Regions from separate parts of the Sus scrofa genome. Here region 1 is linked to region 2. Evidence: chromatin contacts called from public HiChIP or PLAC-seq data. All regions are on one chromosome and are shown on one strand. The core of a region is the stretch at or near the end of the contact, and the rest is flanking DNA. Distances in the headings are between cores, read along the strand shown. Region 1 holds the start of PMEPA1 (prostate transmembrane protein, androgen induced 1). Region 2 holds the start of ZBP1 (Z-DNA binding protein 1).

Region 1 (2,774 bases), core at 33-2,532, 68 kb after region 2:
CTCAGGATCCACGTTCAGCCAGAGCCGCCAGCGCGGAGCCCTAGATTCAGACACCTGGGTTCAAACGGTCCCCAGACCCCCAGAGAGATGCACCCAGACCGGGACACAGAGAGCCCCAGAGATCCGACAAGACTTGAGAACACAGACTCTTGGGGCGGCTCGCGAGCCAGACACACAGACACCCAGAGAGGGACGCCAGACCCAGACAGAGACACACAGATACGCACGCTCCACAGACGCACGGAAACCCACTCACACAGACCCACAGCGCCACGCACACTCCAGACACACACCCGGAGCCCCAGACACCGCGCAGGCCAGACAGTGTCTCACACACCCGACACCCCCCCCCCCGCCCCCAAGCCAAAGTTGATAAAGAGCCGGCCTAATTGCTCCATCGCGACTGCCCCTTAGGGAAATAAAATGGAAACTCTTCATGGATCCACCCGCCCCAGCCCTCCCGCGCCGGGCGCCCCTCCGGCCTCCCCTCCGCCCGGCCCCGGGTCCGAGTCCCGGCGGGCGGGGCGCGGACTGCGGGGGCCGTGCCAGGCTCGCAGCGCCGCGGGACAAAGCCGGGCCGGCGGCCAGCTGCCGCGAGCCGGGAGGGCGCGCCCGGGGCGCGGCGGGCGCAGCCGGGGCGCAGGGCGCACGGCCCGAGGGGGCGCGCACGGCCCAAGTCCCCGCCCGCATTTGCGCCTGACTCAGGGTCCGAGCCCGTAGGGGCCTCGGGGGAGGGGGGCGCGGGGTCACTCACTGATCTCCATGCTCTGGAACAAAGAGCGTTTGCAGTTGCACGTGCAGGAGACATTGGGCTGCCCGGCGGCGGCGGCGGCGGTGCTGTTGACCCCCATTAAGCGGTGCATGGACGGCGCGGCGGCGCGGCGCGGAGCGCAGGGGGCTCGGGGGCGGCCGGGGGGGCTCCGGCCGGCGCCCGGCGCTCGGGCCCCGCATGCAGGAGGCGCGCGGCGGGGAAGGCGCGCCCCGGCTCGCCGGGCTCGGGGCGCCGCCAAGTTCCCGGGGCGCCGCGGGACTCAGTGCTCGGGGCCGCGCTCCCCCGCGCCCCCCGGCTGCCCCTCCGCAGCCCCCGGGGCGTCGGCAGTGCCCGTGGGTGGCGTCCGGGAAATGGGCTGGCAGCCGGGGCGCGCGCTGCCGCCGGCGCTGAGCCTCTGCTGCTGGCTTCCCCCAGCCGAGCGCCTCCGCCGCCGCCGCCGCCTCCTCCTCATTCAAGTCCAAGGAGATCGGGTTTCGCTCCGAGACCGCGGTCGGAGGCAGGCAGACGGTCTGACGTCAGCGCTAGACGGGGCTGCCGGTTCCCACCGCGCGGGGGCCGGGGAGGGGGCGCGCGCTGCGCCAATCCCCGCCGAGGTTCCCCCGCACCCCCTCCCCGGGCCGCGGGGCGGGGTGACGGGGAAGGGGGCGGGCTCTTAAAGGGCCAGCGCCGGGCGGCCCGCGTAGACCCGCGACCCGCGCGCTGGAGGAAGGTCGTAGCGTCCGCTCCCCTACGGGGGTCGGTTTGGAAGCTCTGCCCCGCACACACCAGGCCGGGGGCGGGGAGCAGGTTTGGGTCCCAGCCGCACCCCCGCGCGTGGCGGATGCGTTCCTCGCAACCCGGCCCCCAGGGTCCTTGACCCAGGCTTTCGGGGGAAGTTTGCCCCCATGCCCCCGAGAGTACGAGGTCCCTGGGGCTCGGGATTAGGGACCAGGGGCCCGTCCTCCAGGTCACCCATTACCTGATTTCGCAGGAAACTCCCCGACTCCAGATCTGCAGCCCCAAGAGGCCCCAAGCCGTTTGCGACCCCCACGCACTTTAACCCGACCCAGATGAGGTCGACTGGGGAAGCGTGGAACTCCGGTAGACGCGTCCCGGACAGTTCTGAGAAACGCCCCCGACAGCTCCGAGAAACGCCCGGGAGCCCTTGTCATGTAAATACGCGTCGGGGACGGGGAACCTCCCCGCCGGCGGGGCCCGGGGCAAATCCACACCCAACGTCTGCTGCCCGAGGGGCCACCGGCCGTAGGGGGCGCGGCTCCGGTGTTCTAAAGAAGGGGGAGGAAGTGCGGGGGTGCGCTTTTATTTCGAGTTTTAATTACACAAGTGCTACAAGAACACATTCTCCTGGAATTAAAAAGATATTAAAATGTTACGTAAGAGGCCCCCCTCCCTGGCACATCGCCAAACTCTCAACACTTGGTGTGTCCCCTCCTAGACCCAGCCCTAAATCTCTATTTATTTAGCAAGCACTTATTTACTCGTGTCAGAAACTTACTAAACATGAACGCAATCTGACGCCTACTCAGAGAGGCAGAAATATTTTAAAAAATCCTGATTTTACAGACACGGAAACTGGCCTAGGGGTCGCTGGCTTAGGGTCCCAATGGAGGGGTTTGAGGCGGAATTCCCGTCTTTGGGGTATTTGCCCCTCCCCCCCATATATTTGTAATTCTTAAATATCCACACATCTCTGTAATGCCTGGAATGCTAGTGATGAGCAGAGCCTACTTTTGCTACACGGGGAAACAGGGTTTAAAGGTTATTGGTATTTCATGGAGTTTCCCATCATGGCTCAGGGGTAAGGCAACTGACTAGGATCCATGAGGACACAGGTTCCATCCCTGGCCTCCCTCTGCCGGGTAAGGTTCCGGCGTTGCATGAGCTGTGGTGTAGGTCGCAGATGCAGTTTGGATCCCATGTTGCTGTGGCTGTGGCGTAGGCTGGCAGCTGCAGCTCCGATTTGACCCCTAGCTTGGGAACCTCCATATGCTGCAAATGTAGT
Region 2 (2,796 bases), core at 220-2,719:
CATGCCAAGCCCTACCCCGCAGCTGGGATCCAATCCAAACCACTGCGGCTTTGCCCAGCCTTGGAAAGAGCTTGATTCTTGAAAAGCTGCCCCTGGTGGGCGTCTCCCCCTGGCTCCTCCTCCAGTCACCTGACCCTAAAGGGGAACCGATGCCAAGAAGGCTGGGCTGGCCTCCTTGGCTCGCTCTCCCAGCTGGGGAACCGGAAGCTGTGAAATGGACGAAGCGAGGGACCCCTGGAAAGCCCGCAGCGGAGGAAGTTAAATTTGGTCACGAAGTGCCCCTGACAGGTACCGGCAGGTCCCCTCGGGAAGTATGACAGGACCTTGGGGAACAGCCGGGGCCCCTGGGCCACACCCGGTCAGCCGCCCTCCCCGGCTTGCTCTCTTTTCTGGGTTTGAGACCCACTTCTGTCACCTGCTACCCAGTTCTGTCACCTGCTATCTGGGAAACAGTGAAACGTGTGGCTCCATGAAAGATTGCGGTAAGGATTTTTTGTTTGTTTGTTTGTTTTGTTTTGTTGCCTTTTCTAGGGCCACACCCATGGCATAGAGAAGTTTCCAGGCTAGGTAGGGGTCGAATCGGAGCTGGAGCCGCCGGCCTACGCCAGAGCCACAGCAACGCGGGATCCTAGCCGTGTCTGCAAACTACACCACAGCTCACAGCAACCGGATCCTTAACTCACTGAACAAGGCCAGGATCGAACCCTCAACCTCCTGGTTCCTAGTCGGATTCATTAACCACTGAGCCACGAGGGGAACTCCTGGTGAGGATTAAATGAGCTCATGATCACAAAACACAAACGAAGAAACAAAAAGCCCCTCAGGTCACAGCCCACGAGCTTTTGTTGTGTGGGGGGGGCGCCTAGAGCACAGCAATGGCTCAATAACAACTGGCTGTCACTCAGCGCTGCCTGAAGCAAAGTTATCCCAGGAGAGAAGGAAGCAGGATGCAGCCAGGCACAAGCCCGGGGCCACCCGTCCAAACTTCTGTTCTTCCTCCAAACCGAGGGTGAGGACAGGGGCTCGGGTCCCAGGCTCAGTGGGGTTGTTTCACCAGCAGAGCCTCAGGGATCTCAGGTGGAAGACGGAACGGCCATCAGGCTTGCCCCGGGGGTCCTTGCAACATGCACACCAAGCGTGTTGCAAGCTGCCCGGGGCAGATGGAGGCTCTGAGTCAGACCCAATGGCCTCTCTCCCTCTTTCTCGCTCCTGCTTTGCTATCAGGGCTGTGATCGGCCGAGAAAAGGAACCAGGACAAAGTGCAAGTTCCACCCAGGAATGTCCCCTGTTCCTTAGAAGGTACCTGCATCCTCTGGGTCGGCAGGGGTCTCGGCCACGTCGGCAGCAGCCGCTGGGAGCCTGGGAGCCTTGGGGACAGTGGCCTGCTCCGACTCCATGGCCTTGAGAAGGTGGGTCCGGCCGAGGCTGAGTGTCGTTTTGTGACCCAGCCTGGGGCTGCTGGCAGCTGTGAGGATGTTCCAGCTTCACTCACCAGATGTGAGCTGTTCACGTGCCCGGAAACAGGCCTCGTCACTGAATGAGCAGATTCAGGGCATGAAGAAAATGAAACTTGTCTGTGTGGTATTCGAAAGAAACAAAACTGAAAGTAGAACGGAGCAAGACAGAGTTACGGCTGCAACTAGATGCCCGTGGGGAGTTGCTGAGCTGGGCAAGGCCAGACCTTCCTCTGGGGCCGAGGGCTCCCACTGTGACCCCCACAAGCCCACCAAGACACCTGGGGGGTGCCCTGTTCACCTTTGTATATGTCATAACGGCAGCCCTAAGCAATGAGATCCTGCTGTGTGGCACTGGGAACTATATCTAGTCACTTGTGATGGAGCTTGATGGGGGATAATGTGAGAAAAAGAATGTGCGTGTGTGTGTGTGTGTGTGTGTGCGTGCGCGTGTGCGCGAGACTAGGTCAGTTTGCTGTTCAGTAGAAAATTGACAGAACCCTGTAAACCAACTATAATAGAGAAAATAAAAATCACTATTTAAAAATTTTTTTAAATAAAAAATAAAAGAAGTTAACAGTTTCACCAAAAAAGGGGGGGAAAAGCACAACGCCAGCCCTCTTTCCTGAGTCCCTTCTGCATGCTCTGTGATCCCGTGTGCCTCTGACTCATCGGCGGGGCGTAGGGGCTGATACTGGTCTCTTTTCTCAGAGAGGAAACTGAGCCACTTGCTCAAGGTGAGGCAGCCCACAGGGTCAGGGACTCGTCCCCAGAAGCCCCTGGGATCGGGGTCCCAGCTGTAGAGGGAAGGAGGGGGCGCCAGGGTGGGGCGCCCAGGGGGACATCATCCCCAGCATTTCCACAAAGGGAGGCATTCAGGACAAGTATATCCATGGAAGGGGTCCCAGAGGCTTGTCTCAAAGCTGTCTTTGTAAAGCAAGCAGGGAAAAAACCCAATGCCTGGCCCTCCTCAGAACAAAAAAATCCCAGTCTCAGGAGGTGGGGCTGAAGGTCCCAGGTGACTTTATTCGAACCCAAGGCGGAGTGTTGGACAAGTCAATAAAAACCACAGTGAGGCTTTTGTTCTTTTTTTTTTTTTTTTTTTTTTTTTTTTTTGCTTTTTTTGGGCTGCAGCCACAGCATATGGAAGGGGTCAAATTGGAGCTACAGCTGCCAGCCACAGCCACAGCCACAGCAACAAGGGATCCAAGCCATGTCTGCAACCTACACCACAGTTCACAGCAACAGCAGATCCTTGACCCACTGAGCAAGGCCAGGGATCGAACCTGCGTCTTCATGGATAATAGTCGGATTCGTTTCCTCTGCGCCATGACAGGAATTC

Evidence for each region. HiChIP or PLAC-seq counts read pairs in DNA pulled down with a chosen protein or histone mark.
Region 1: a contact with region 2 is called in an H3K27ac HiChIP or PLAC-seq map of alveolar macrophages. The contact joins the promoter of PMEPA1 here to the promoter of ZBP1 in region 2. A contact is called at or near these places in 1 of 47 Hi-C or Micro-C datasets (embryonic fibroblasts) and 2 of 2 datasets of contacts at active chromatin or transcription factors (alveolar macrophages and skeletal muscle).

What each region holds. Positions count from the first base shown.
Region 1 is chr17:58,052,392-58,055,165 of Sscrofa11.1, forward strand. PMEPA1 (prostate transmembrane protein, androgen induced 1) reads right to left here and starts at 1,283. Exons shown (of 4, transcript NM_001123203.1): 1 at 755-1,283. The coding sequence starts at 764.
Region 2 is chr17:57,984,648-57,987,443 of Sscrofa11.1, forward strand. It overlaps ZBP1 (Z-DNA binding protein 1), which reads right to left and starts at 1,470. Exons shown (of 9, transcript NM_001123216.1): 1 at 1,304-1,470. The coding sequence starts at 1,397.